Linked DNA regions of Xenopus laevis: region 1 is linked to region 2. A link is a contact called in public Hi-C data. All regions are on one chromosome and are shown on one strand. The core of a region is the stretch at or near the end of the contact, and the rest is flanking DNA. Distances in the headings are between cores, read along the strand shown. Region 1 has its middle 44 kb from the start of ppp1r12a.L. Region 2 has its middle 62 kb from the start of pawr.L.

Region 1 (7,501 bases), core at 1,134-3,633, 210 kb after region 2:
CATATGGATATAGACTCAGTGGGGTGGGAAGGTTGCCTTCTTTTTTTAAAGGTATTTCCAAGTGTCAATTAGTAAGATCCAGTGTTAAACGCTTGAGATTGTTGACAGGCATTAATTATTTTTCATAGGCATCTATTTTGGGCATGGTGAAAATTTATTGCAAAGATCAATGATGAAACTTGGAAAATATTTTTTCTAAATACCATAAAAATGTTGTCGAAAAAAAGTTGTTTTTATGAATGCGATAAAAATTTGACCTAGAGAAAAAGACACCATTGGCAGTTGAAATGAAGTGAAGGAGAAAAATCCTCTGATAACTCTCCCCCAATCATGTAAAAGCTTACAAATAAAACATTTTGGTGGTGCTATTCATTTTTGGACTTCATATCTACTTTCATCTTCACATCAGAATTTCACGATTAATGATGGAATTTATCCAGGAATTTATTCGCCACAGAAAAACACAACACCCATTGACTCCCTTGTATTTTACTCAAAAAGAGTCACCGACTTCAAAAAAATGAAAAAAATGGACAGTTATTTCAAATCTTGTAATTTTGTATTTTTTGTCAAACAACACATTAGGTTTCAGAGCCTCTGAAATGTAGTTATGGGGTTGAACCTCTTTAGCTTTCCAGAATAGTTTGATTGTGTTGCCTATTGAAAATAATCTTTTGAGACAGCTTAGCACCGGTCACATATATTTGGAGTGTGTCCCTGTTGAGGCACTCTAAAAAAGCCCATCCCCCTACTGTATTTAATAGGTCATACTATTGGCTGAGTGCGTCTATTAGTATGTGAATGGCAAAACTGCAAACATACAATTTCTCTTTTAGCAAGTAATGCAAGTTCCCTTTGCTTTTGGGGAATCATAACACAATATCATTGTCTGCCATTCTTAATCCTTTGTCCCAGTGTCTTCATCTCTGCTTATGAGTCTCTGAAAACCAGTGCCTTACAGGAAACATCTTTGGAGGAAAGCGCAAGATATTGAAAGTTCATCTTTATATTTAGCCACAGTGAAGCTGGGGAGAATGATTCTAATCTTGGCCTAGTGAGAAAAGAGCAGGTATATTGTTTGGTGGTATGTAGGTGGCTTCTCCCACTTGTGTGTGGGACACTTGTTGTGTGTATTTATATTTCCCTGAATGTGTTTAATATTCAGTTGGGTTTTGTAGCAAATAATTAAAGAAGCAATGTTCTCTTAAAGCAGAATTCCTAAACCAGAATCTACTAAAACCTGTCCAGAATCTACCAAAGTCTGTCCAAAACCTTATTGTTGTCATTCCTCCAAAGGAAAAATTAATATGTGGACATTCCACAAGAAGGTTTCATAGGCTGCATCTTTCCACATACGGTATGTTCTCACCACAGCTTTTTTTCCTAGTTAGCAAGCTGTTAACTCAGGTTTGGGTATTTTTTCTTGAAATTCCTTATTAGACACTTGGGTGCAAATTCCCTAACCAGCGAAAATTTGCCAGCGACAGCTTTGCAGCAATCGCAACACTTCACCAGGTGTAAATTCGCTAGGACAACGCCAATTCACTAAAGTGCAAAGTTGCGTCCAGGGCAACGAACGCTGGCGAATTTTCGCTAGCGTTACTTCGCAATCAAAGCGAAGATGCGCTAGTGTTGCCTAATTTGCATACATAAAGTTAAATGGACGTATATGTTGCAGCAAATACATTACATTACACAAGCCCAGGGAACCTTAATAAAGAAAATATAGTTGTTATAATGCCCTACACATGAGCCCAGTGTATAGTTTATGCTCTATATGTTGGAGGGGGGTAACCTGGTTACCCAAAAAAAATTTTTACGGACCTTTGCAAGCAACACCAGATTTTTTGGGCCTGAGAAAAACATTGCACTAAAAATTGAGGAAGTCCTATCCACTCCATTGCATTTCACCTGGTCTGAGCTGGCGAAAGGCAAGTCTGGCGAATGAGGTAACGTTCAGTAAAATCCGCATCTTGCGTAGTTACGTCCGTTCGCCAGAGCGAAAATTCACCTGGCATTAGAGTGTGAAGCAACGCTAGCCTCTATCTCCTTCGCTAGCAAAGTTACACCTGCGCCCATTAGGAAATCTGCAAAACTCCGAAATGACATCACGCTGTCGAATTTTCGCTAACGTTAGTCAATTAGCCCTTAAGGGAATCTGCCCCTTGGAGTACTAAGGTGGGCACAAAGAACTACTCAATATGTGTCTCAGGATATTGAATAGGTGGACTTTCCTCTAGTCCAACAACAAAAGTAACATATTTAACATCACAGTATGTTATCCAGAAGTTAAAACAATGACTTTAGAACAATCCACTCCAGGGGTATCTCTATAGTACGAAGGTGTGGCCAGAGTTACACAGGTCAGGTGAGTTATGTGCAGTGACTGTTCTATTTAAATGCACATATCTGAGCAGAGCAGTTAATGGTAGCCTCTGGGCTCATACCAAGACTGAGACAGTGGGTCTGAGTTAAGTTGGCCATAAACGGGCTGATAAAATGAGTTGGTAGGTTATCGGCCCATGTGTGGGGCCTCCGACGGGCTTCCTTGATCAATATCTGTCCGAAAGTCGTTCCGGCAGGGTTAAAAATTCCGTCGGCCGCATCTGTTTGTTGATTCAGTCCCGTGATCCAACCACCCATTTTGCCTACATTATAATCTTATGATAGTTGGGTCCTAGGGCCCACGATTGAATCAGCCCAATATCGCCCACCTCAATGTGGGCATACTGGGGGGAAATCCGCTCGTTTAGCAAAATTCGCCAAATGAGCGGATCTCTACGTGTGTGCAAAAGATTCTCAGTCAGCTTTGTGACACTTACTGTTAATTAGCTATGCATAAGAAATGTTTTAATCCTCCATGGCACAGTATCTCTGTCTCCCTGCCGGGACCCTTCTGAGGTCTTTGTCAGTGTATACATGGGGCACATTATATTTATACTCTCATATCGACACTAACCCTCTACAAGCATTTATACTCACAAACTGATAGAAAATGAGCCCATGCACTACAGAAATGCCTCATATGTACTATTCAGTATTTTCCAGGGCAGGTACAAGACATGTCTCAGTGTTGTACAGAAGGGAGTGAGTGGGCGAGAGCACAGCAGGTTTCCACCCACTTGCAGAACAAATTAAATGATTCATTTGACAGTGAATGTTTGAAACAGTGAAAAAGGAGGAGGCATGGGTACAGAATAATGATACAGAGATTAAAGGGGGATAGTGTGGAAATGCAGCACATGGTATTTCTCTCTTTCTCTATACTGGATCTTTGGAAAATATGCCTGTGTTCTGTAACTTGCCCTTAAACAATAGCAATACATGCAGACAACCCCACCTCCTTGCAAAAAGCTGCAAATACATAAGGCCCTAACATTACCTATGCATCCATATCAATACAGGTATGGGATCCATTATCCATTGTGATCCATTATCCAGAAAGCTCTGAATTACAGTAAGGCCATCTCCTATAGACTTCATTTTAATTAAATAATTTACATTTTCAAAATGATTTCCTTTTTATTTGTAATAATAAAACAGCACCTTGTACCTGATCCTAAATTAGATATAATTAATCCTTACTGGTGGCAAAACCAGCCTATTGGGTGTAGCTGATTTTTTTTTTAGTATACTTAAAGCATGGGGATCCAAATTATGAAAAGATTCCTTATCCGGAAAACTCCAGGTCCCAAGCATTCTGGATAACAGGTCCCATACTGTATAGGAAACTACCGTGACTGGCAACTACATTACAAATAACTTTGAACATATGTATATTGGAAATTGTATTTTCTTTCATTAGGGAAAAAAAAGAATGTGTAAAAATGGTAGGGCAGAGTTAAATGAATGATTGTACGGCTGCCTGTAGCAAATGCACATGACTGGCTGTTTATTGCTTACTTTGAAGTGCTGCTGTTAAATTGGTCACAGACCTGATATGTTTAGATTTTTTTTTTGCAATAATTAGTCATGGCTGCAGGAAACCTTGATATTTAAAGCTCCATACAAAAATACTGAAGAATGTTTCCATATGTCTAGTCTATTCTGACCTCACAAGATTCATTAAATTGGCTATATATATATATAAAGCATTACAAATATTCAGCTGTTCAGCCTATTCTGTTCCTTTATCCCAACGTGCAACCTCCATAGCAAACAAAAGGCCGTCAGAACATTATTAATCCATACTCAACTAAGTTCAAAAGAATGATACTCCCAATAATAATATACATGGATACACCAGCATAATTTACATTCAATTTCTCCATTGGTTCTTAGTATTCTATAAAGCTAACACTGGGGTATTTAATTATTTATTTTAATATGATTCTTCTGTGATTGGTGCTGATAGAAAATGCTGAAGCTAAATATTGTTGCAACGTTGCTGCCTGTTGATCGTAAGAAAATCAGACAAAGGGATTTTTTAATTTGCAGCAAACTTGTTAGTGTGAACAAGTGATAGGTGGAAGGCTTGCTTAGTACATAAGTTCAGCTTAATTGGTGTTGCTATCAATACATGATCAGGCCTGGATTTGTGGAAAGGCCACCAAGGCCCGGGCCTAGGGTTGCAGGATTTTAGGGAGCGGCATGTTGCCCAACCACACCCATATTGGTTTAGAAATACTGGGGATGCGCAGGAGAAACAATAGCTTTTTTAAATTTCCCTTGCGCCAATCCCAATTTCTCGAAAATTTGCGCGAATGGAGGGGGCGATGAACGACAGCAGGCCTAGGGGCGCCCGCTATGTAAATCTGGCCCTGTACATGATATATACTATAAACCAATCGGTCTTTATGTTTTATTATTTATTGTGATTTTTTAATTATTTCGCTTTTTATTCAGCAGCTCCACAGTTAGAGAATTTCAGCAGCTATCTGGTTGCTAGGGTTTAGTTGAACCTAGCAAGCAGGCAGTGGTTTTATAGAGAGCAAGGTAAGTGAACTCAGTGGTGCTATCTTTGAGAGGTAAGCTTAAATCATATACTGAACTATTGGAGACAGAGGGAACCCGATGTATCTGAGACTGAGACCCTATGCTATGTCAGTTTTTCCAAAAGCACAACTCCCTCCAGCTTACCCAATTCTAGCTTTGTAAGCAATCTCTCCAACCTTCTCTGAACCTTCTCCCAAAAGATATATAGTATGGAGCCCTCTTGTTTCTCCAGCACATCAGAGTTGTGGTATTGGGGAAGAGTTTATGGAGTCATTTGGGATTACGGGAATATGATGCCAGCCCAATAATAATTTATATATATTCTCCTTTATGGTGGGATGAGATTATCAATAAAACAGATGTGGTACGTACTACCCACAATTACATTATCCTTTGGGAAGAGATTTCATTCAGACAGCTCATCAGCAAAGGAAGCAGCCTACAGCCATATTTTTCAGCAAGACCCCCTCCTTCCATCACAGGCAGGCTACATTCATCTCCACCTTGGTTGTCCCAGCGACTGACCTAGAGGCAGGCAGCTTGCACACACATAAGGCGGCCATAAATGGGCAGATTTTAGCTACGGATTCGGCTCCTTTATTCCAAGTCAACAGCTTATCTATCCATGTATGGGGCACTCAGATAGGCCTACATGACTGATATCTGCCTGAAAATTGGGCGGATATGGATCAGCCTGATCATCTGGGTGATGACAGCCTTAGATCATTGATGCGGTTCCTAATGCCCATTTTCCCAATCACTGTAATCTGATTGTTTGGCCCGAGGGCCCAATATGTGGCCCATCATTCTGTCTGGAGCTTTAAAGGAATTTCTCTTCTATTAGTTCCAGAAGGAATGTGATGGACAATGTGCACTTTGTATTCTGCCTGATAGCACACAGGTCAGAAGCAGTTGTAGCTGTTTGAGGGGGTTTTGCATCATTTCTGCATCAGTATTTGGTAGGTCCCAATGCCTAGAGGGCTTAGGTGACTGTTGTGCTAATAACTGGGAACTCTTGGGTATCCTGCTAAGCTAGAAGCATTAAGCCACATACTAAAATGAATGTATAGTGAAAGGTGTACATACCATCAACACATATTATCCTAAGCAATGGCACCTTTATACCAACCTGTATTTATGTTCCAAGGGATGATTATTGTGTATTAAGACAGATTACTAACGAGTCAGTTTAGATATTTAGACAAAAACTCCTGTATCTACTAGAAATATGAATATTCACCTAAAGACATGTACAGCTAATTCAGGTTCCCTAGATAAAGCTATGGATTTCACTAAAGCAGGTACGTGATACTGTTCCCTGTTAGTGCTTGTGACCTAGGGGATCTTTAGTCTTCTTTCCTAGACACCTTACAGACTGGAATTTCACAGAGCCAGCCACTCACACAAAGGTCAAGAAATCCCCAAGGGCTGTCTGAGTTTAATTTTAGCTCTGTTTGTCATACAGATTAGACAGCAAAGGGAATAGAAAGTTTTATTTCAGCACTATTTTAGCTGGTGTTGCTTTATCTATCTGTCACACTGTTCTGTACTATAAAGTATAACACAGAGCAAACTCCAAAGCGATTAATACAAATTAGAAATAGTAAATGTAATATTTATCATAAAAACAAATGTCTGTATTAAATGTTCTCAGGAGTTAGTAGAAAAGACAGCTGATTCCCAGGCCTGTATTTGTGCTGAAGTCACAAAGGCCTGGGTCTAGGGCAGCAAAATTTCAGGGGTGGCATGTTACCCGGCTGCATTCTAAGGAACATTGGGGACTCACAGCACCCACCGTATATGCACGGGGAGAGGGGAGGTGGGCGCTAGGACCATGAGGCCAAGGGGTACCGAAGAGCGAAATCCAGGCCTGCTGATTCCCATACCCAGTATGAAGCTTTCTTGTTTAGAACAAGAGTTGGAAATGGATCTGATGTTGTGGTAACCAAAAAACACCTGCTGGTTAGAAAACAGGGGAAAATGGCAGTTGTATTAACTTTGTGGAGATGCACATCCCTTTAAAAAATAAAGTTTTCCTTTTTCATGAAGATGAGTTATCTGAACAGTGCACTCTATTTCGAATTTCCCAGGGAAGGTTGAGACTGTTCAACAGGAGAGGTGTGAGTATATGAGCTATTTATATGCACTGTTATTCTAAGATAAGCTGCCAGCCAAGATATTTATAGAGCTGTATGTGGTATTATGTGCTTCTGAGTGACACTTATGACTTATTCCACTTGCAATAAATAAAGAATTAACTTTTATTGAAGGTGTTGCCATTCTCTGTTCTCCAATGGGATAGATAGTGAGGACACAGAAACAAATGGTTCCTCTTTCATTGGTCTATGTATTAACCCTCTGTATAAAGAGAAAGGCCAGAAATAGTCTGCGAGGTGACTCACAAAGGTGTTTCGATCAAAAAGCATCAGGCAACAACATAATAAAGACTTGACAACTACCCATCAGTTTACTCTTCATGTAGGATGCTTACTACTTGCTCATGGCACACGGCTAGTGAACTGCAGGCTGGCCCGAAACACAAGGGAGGGTCCGGTTCCTCAAAATG
Region 2 (6,615 bases), core at 1,054-3,553:
TTTTTTGTTTTTGGCTATAAAAGACTTTATTCTTTCCTTCAAGTTTAGATATATCAGCATATACATATTGTATCATTGCATTTATCATAGTTTACATACGGGTACATAGCACAGTGGATACTACAGACTGCATATGTCAGATCTGTTCCATCCAGAAAGTACACCTGAATCTATGACCAATATGGCTGAGACATGCCATTCTAATAATTAAGGTTACTACCACTCTTCCTTTCCTTCTTTAAATAAGAAGGCTACCCATTCTATTGTATATTTCCCTGACATTCTTAGCTAATACTCTTATAGTTGTGCTTACCATTAATACATGAGAGAGTTTCCTGCATCACAACATGATCTTTCCACCACCTAGGCCCCAGGCTGTACAGCCAAAAAGTAAAGACTCAGACTACCTTACATTTAATGCACTGGAATAGTGATGAACAACATTTTTCACCACCAAATAGACTACAATGTATTGTGTGCTCAAAAAAGTCACCACAAAAAAAGTTGTGAGGCTTGGAAAAGTTGCTGCAAAAAACACACATTGACTTCAAAGCATTTAGCAAATTTTTGCCGTTCTACAAATTTTTCAGTGAAGTAAAACGGAACAGATTCACCCATTACTACACCAGAAGTAGGATTGCCATCTGCTTGGTAGTTTAGCAGCCTAGCCAGTAAAACACCTGCCAAGGACGTGGCTGGAATTACAAATTTACCCCCATATGTAATATAAGGCACTAAGTTTACTTAGGAGCAGTAAACCATGACAACCAATATGATTCTTGCATTTAAACAGATGACTACTAAATGCTACCTGCTGATTGGTTGCTATGGCTTTCTGCCCCTGGGCAAACTTTAAGTGCCTTATGTTACATATGGGGGTATATTTGTAATTCCAGCTCCGGCCTTGGCAAGTGTTTTAATGGCTAGGTAAACCCCATTACTGATATATATAGTTGCCAGTAAATTTGTAAAACCATTAAATTAAGCCCCTGGTCTTCCCACTTAAATGGGGATCTGTCCTAATCTTACTTCGTCTCTTTCCTAATCTGTTCATAATCTGTTCTCAAGCCATCCGAGTCCTGCGCAGGCCCAGTTGGGCAACCCTGTGCCCAACCCAAAATTGCTAAGTCAGAACTTGACTTGGACCCACTGGCCCACTACTGATTGCCTTGTCCCCACTGCCAGAACCTTCCTGCACTGCCTTAAACTTTAGCCCGACCCGGGACCCACACAAACCAGAAGTGACATCACTAATGGTCAGAGGGGGATCAACTGTGTCTGGGGAAATAAGTTAATATTAACTTTGGGAGATGGAGGAATACGATTTCTACAGAAATAGCATTACATGTTCGTATGAAGTATGGTCTCCATTTGTCATATAGTTACCAAAGCAAATATATATTTCATTGTGAGGACTTCGGGAAAACTGGAAATAAATAGTTGTGTTGTATAACTCTTCCAGTGGATGAAAATAAGGGGTCAAAAGGTGCAGTAGATAAGGTCTGCTGGTAGGTCCTCTGATTGGTTTGGCCCTGGACAAAAGCCCTATTGCCTGTTTATTAAAACAGCACTGCATGGAATAATGACATTTTCCCTAATATTCTGTGAGGAGCATCCAGCATGTTGAACTAAACAGTAAATATTGAAAATGTGCTCTTTCTATTTAACAATTAGCATTCCATAGCTTTCAGTACCTGAGGGGAAAGCTGTCAGCATAGGAAATGGAATGGAATTTGAAGCTGAGATAAACAATTAATAAACATTTGTAATTAACATTCCAGTCATCATAAGGTGAAGCTTCAATTCTTGCCAAAGGAATAAATCCATATTTTATTTTGTGTGAAGTCAGCAAAGACTGCGAGAAATAAAACAGCTGTGAACAGTTGATCTTCTGAACTCCAAGCGTCGATCATTAAGGAAAAAGATGTGCAGTTTGGGAAGTCACGTATGAGAAGAGACATTCAAGGTACATAGACTCTTTTACTAAGCAGGAGTAACACATTTCTGTATAATGTTAATTTTTCTGTGTTCTTGTTAATGTCCTATTGCCGTCCTATGTAAACCCTAGCAGGCTGGACCCCTTACACCAATATAATAACGGGGGAAAAACAGCATTTAAGGCTTGTGTTGTTCTGGTGGCTAAAAAAGCACATGCACCTGCATGCCACAGAGGCACAAAGGCACGTGTTCTTTTCAGTGGTATAATTAGATGTTACTGGGCTCCAAAGCAAATTAAATGTAGGCCCCCCATCCCCAACATATCCAGAGGTTGTCCTGTTTTATCAATATATGTTGAAATTACTCTTTATATGGGCCTCATGGGGCCCCTTATACCTCCTTACTGGGGCTGTACTGCAGTCACAGGGTCTGTTTCATCTGTAGTTACACCTCTGGCTCTTTTGAACCCAAAATGCTCTCAATAAAGCTAAAAAGCCCAGACACCAAAGTGTCATATTCAGTGTGAGTGACATTGCTTAAAGGAATAGGAACACCAATCTATTGTATTAAATAAATATCATCCGAACTCCTGTCTCTCTACATGCAGAATTTTTGCAAAAGGCAGTTATTTTGTTAGATTTTGTTTGTACTGAAATCAGTTATTTGAGCTCTAATATATCTGCTAGGAAAGGAAGCCCCTCTATAAGATATATTGGATCTAACTGCCAATGAATATCTGACACCCAACTGCTGCATGAAGACAGAATGAAGAGAAACAGATGCTGAGAGAGGAATAGTGATTATAATCTTGATGATTTCAGAAACAATGCAGAATATTTAATTGATTGAATTTAGAGTGTTCTTATTTCAGTATGATGAAGCTTATATAAAATTTTCATTTTCATGATAGTTCCCTTTTAAATATGAAAAAAAATCTGTTTGCTCTTTTAAAAAGTGGATTTCAGTGCCGGATTCAGCTGGAGCAGCACTATTAATTGATGTGTTTAAAAAAAAAAAATGGTCCTTCCCCTTGTAGTCCTCTTAACATGTCTAACATCAGTAAATTACTCATATGTTTATCAAGATGGTCCTTAGGTTCTAGGCTTTTGATTTTACATATGATAATGTTTTCTGATACCTGCAGTCGTTGCTAGTGATGGGCGAATTTGCGGCGTTTCGCTTCGCTGAAAAATTCGCGAATTTCGCGCGAAATTCGTGAAACGGCGAAAAATTCGCGAAACGGCGCCGGCGTCTCGTTTTTTACGCCGGCGCCCGTTTTTGACGCCGGCGCCCATTTTTCCGACGCCGGCGCCCGTTTTTGACGCCGGCGTCCGTTTTTCTAAAAAAAAAAAATTTGACGCCGGCGAATTTTTTCCGCGAATTTTCGCGGGAGTTTTGCGAATTTATTCGCTGGCGGCGAATCGCGCAAATTCGCCGCGAATTCGCGCCTGGCGAATAAATTCGCCCATCACTAGTCGTTGCTCAAGTCTACACCGTAAAATTTTCTAATAATACAATGAGGACTAGGTGGTACTTTAGGATGTGGTATAACTAATACAGGTATGGGACCTGTTATCCAGAATGCTCAGGACCTAGGGTTTTCCCAATAATGCATCTTTTCTTAATTTGGATCTTCATACCTAAGACTACTTGAAAATCATGTAAACATTACATAAACCCAATAGGCTGGTTTTGCTTCAAGTAGGGATTCATTATATCTTAGTTTGGATCAAGTACAAGCTACTGTTTTATTATTACAGAGAAAAAGGAAATCCATTTTAAAAATTTGGATTATTTAGATAAAATGGAGTCTATGGGAGACAGCCTTTCCATAATTCAGAGCTTTCTGGATAATGGGATTCCAGATAACGGATCCTATACCTGTACTAAACTATATTGTACCTTTTTATGGGTAATTTAATTAGTGGCATATTGTTACAAATGTTACATACAATTCTATAGTCTTTGAAGGATGAATGTAGCCTACTGCATACCGTGTACAAAATGGTTTAAAGCAGCAAGTTCATGCAGGAATATAGTGTTTGACATGTGGAATGCAAACGTAATATAAATCAGAATTCTTGAACAGGATCAGGAATGCAGAAGCAATGCTTCCTTTTAATTAAAGATTTTTTTTTTATTCAGACACAAATTCACAAGTCTGCCTAAAATGAAAAGACACACTACTCCCAGATGAAAGCACACAAGCACACAGAAAAGGTTAACATTTAAACTTTACTTAGGGAAATGCAGATTATGAAATTTCACAGCCTTGTGTCATGGGGTTTATATGTCAGAAAGAAGCCCTGAAGCTGTGAGGGAGCTATACTGCTGATCGAATTCAGCAAATAATCCCCTGCCTTATCTTCAGATGTTAACTCAGCCATGGAAGTAACTAATAAAGTAGAAAATAGAGGATTATTTTCAGGTTAGAATGTTTTTCCTATAAAGCTAGTGAGGAATACAATGAAGTCGTTTGCACATGGATAGGAAACTGGCTACAGGATCGGGAACAGAGGGTGGTTGTTAATGGTACATTCTCTACTTGGAGTAAGTTTCTTAGTGGGGTCCCTCAGGGCTCGGTATTGGGTCCACTTTTCTTAAACTTGTTCATGAATGACTTAGGGGAGGGTGTTGTAAGTAATGTATCAGTGTTTGCAGATGACACAAAATTATCCAGCCCAATTAATTCCATCCAGTATGTGGCATCCTTGCAACACGATCTTGACAAACTGGCAATCTGGGAAGCTAAGTGGCAAATGATATTCAATGTTGATAAATGTAAAGTCATGCACCTGGGATGTAAAAATATCCAAGCCACTTATACCCTTAATGGGACTGCACTAGGCAAATCCATTATGGAAAAGGACCTTGGAGTCCTTGTAGATGATAAACTTGGCTGTAGCAAGCAATGCCAGTCGGCAGCATCAAGGGCAAATAAGGTCTTGAGCTGTATTAAAAGGGGCAAAGAGTCACGGGAGGAGGGGGTCATTCTTCCACTGTATAGAGCACTTGTAAGGCCCCATCTAGAATATGCCGTGCAGTTCTGTTCTCCATCACTCAAACAGGACATTATTGAATTAGAGAGGGTGCAGAGAAGGGCAACTAAGCTGGTAAAAGGTATTGAAAATCTTTGCTATGAGGAAAGACTGGCCAAATTGGGGATGTTCACGCTGGAGAAGAGGCGCTTAAGGGGTGATATGATGACTATGTATAAATATATAAGGGGATCATATCATAATCTCTCTAATGCTTTATTTACCAGTAGGTCTTTCCAGCTGACACGAGGTCAACCATTCCGATTAGAAGAAAAGAGGTTCCGCCTAAATATTCGGAAGGGGTTTTTTACAGTGAGAGCTGTGAAGATGTGGAATTCTCTCCCTGAATCAGTTGTACAGGCTGATACATTAGATAGCTTTAAGAAGGGGTTGGATGGCTTTTTAGCAAGTGAGGGAATACAGGGTTATGGGAGATAGCTCATAGTACAAGTTGATCCAGGGACTAGTCCGATTGCCATTTTGGAGTCAGGAAGGAATTTTTCCCCCTCTGAGGCAAATTGATGTGGCTTCAGATGTATTTTTTTTTTGCCTTTCTCTGGATCAACTGGCAGTTAGGCAGATTAAAAAAAAAACTAAAAGGTTGAACTTGATGGACGTGTGTCTTTTTTCAACCTTACTTACTATGTTACTATGTAAGTATTTACAAAACATAATCGACTAGCCAAAGAAATATGTGGCAGGAATGCTAAAGAGTTTTTGTAATTCCATGAGAATTGAGGGTCTGTGCATCTAACATCCATTAAGAGAAGGATTACTCTATAAATAGATGCATGATTTTACTCAGCATGCTAAATAACATATTGATTTTGCACAAGAATGGATGTGCACCAAGCTGATAAATGTCATTTCAATTTTTAATAGACCTCCAAAGTGTTCCCTAAACACAGATTTCCAAGAGCTACTGCAGTGAATGATTTTATTTCTGCATGCATTAGTATAAAGATTTCAGCAGTACAAATGATTACTAAGAGTACTGACATGCAACACAATTCGTTTTTGATTTATTAAAATGTATTATCTTTTCTCTGCAAAACAACTCTTTTTGTAGCTAAAAGTTTTGGTGCTACACAGAAGTCATTAGAACTCAGGTTCTGAGGAACACGGGAAGATTAAAAGTATCATTTTCTAGTTTATTTGTACTAATTATATAGTCCTCTTTCTTAGACTGGAATCCTCAAATGTTATTGAACTACCCTGTATTTTTCAACCTAATTTTTAGGGAAAATCATGCTGGAAGTTGTACTTCAGCAACATGTTGGGACCCAAGGTTCAGAAGCGTAATAGAGACATTTATAAGGGGTAGATATCATTTGGTAAGGGTATTTTATAAGAACATAGAAGGAAGTGAGTAGTTGGCCCAATCCTTTTTGGAGAACTGATGGCAATAAGGGCCTGACGACAGTTACCTTAGAGAAACGCGTAGGTAGAAATCTTCTTGTTCCAACAACTTTATATAGGCCAGCCAGTGTTAGGGCAGTTTCTGATGAGGTCACCTTAAAGGGGTTGTTCACCTTTGAGTTAACTTTTAGTATGATGTAGAAAATGATTTTTTGACATTTTGCAATTGGTTTTCATTGTGTATTATTTAAAGTTTTTGAGTTATTAAGCTTTTTATTCA

What was found. Hi-C and Micro-C count contacts between places; a contact is called where the count stands out from the background.
Region 1: a contact with region 2 is called in a Hi-C map of the XL177 cell line, with 4 times the contacts expected there. A contact is called at or near these places in 2 of 4 Hi-C or Micro-C datasets (the XL177 cell line and animal cap).

Annotation. Positions count from the first base shown.
Region 1 is chr3L:69,476,633-69,484,133 of Xenopus_laevis_v10.1, forward strand. No RefSeq gene overlaps it. Among protein-coding and RNA genes, the nearest start is that of ppp1r12a.L, 44 kb to the left of the region's middle.
Region 2 is chr3L:69,270,893-69,277,507 of Xenopus_laevis_v10.1, forward strand. No RefSeq gene overlaps it. Among protein-coding and RNA genes, the nearest start is that of pawr.L, 62 kb to the right of the region's middle.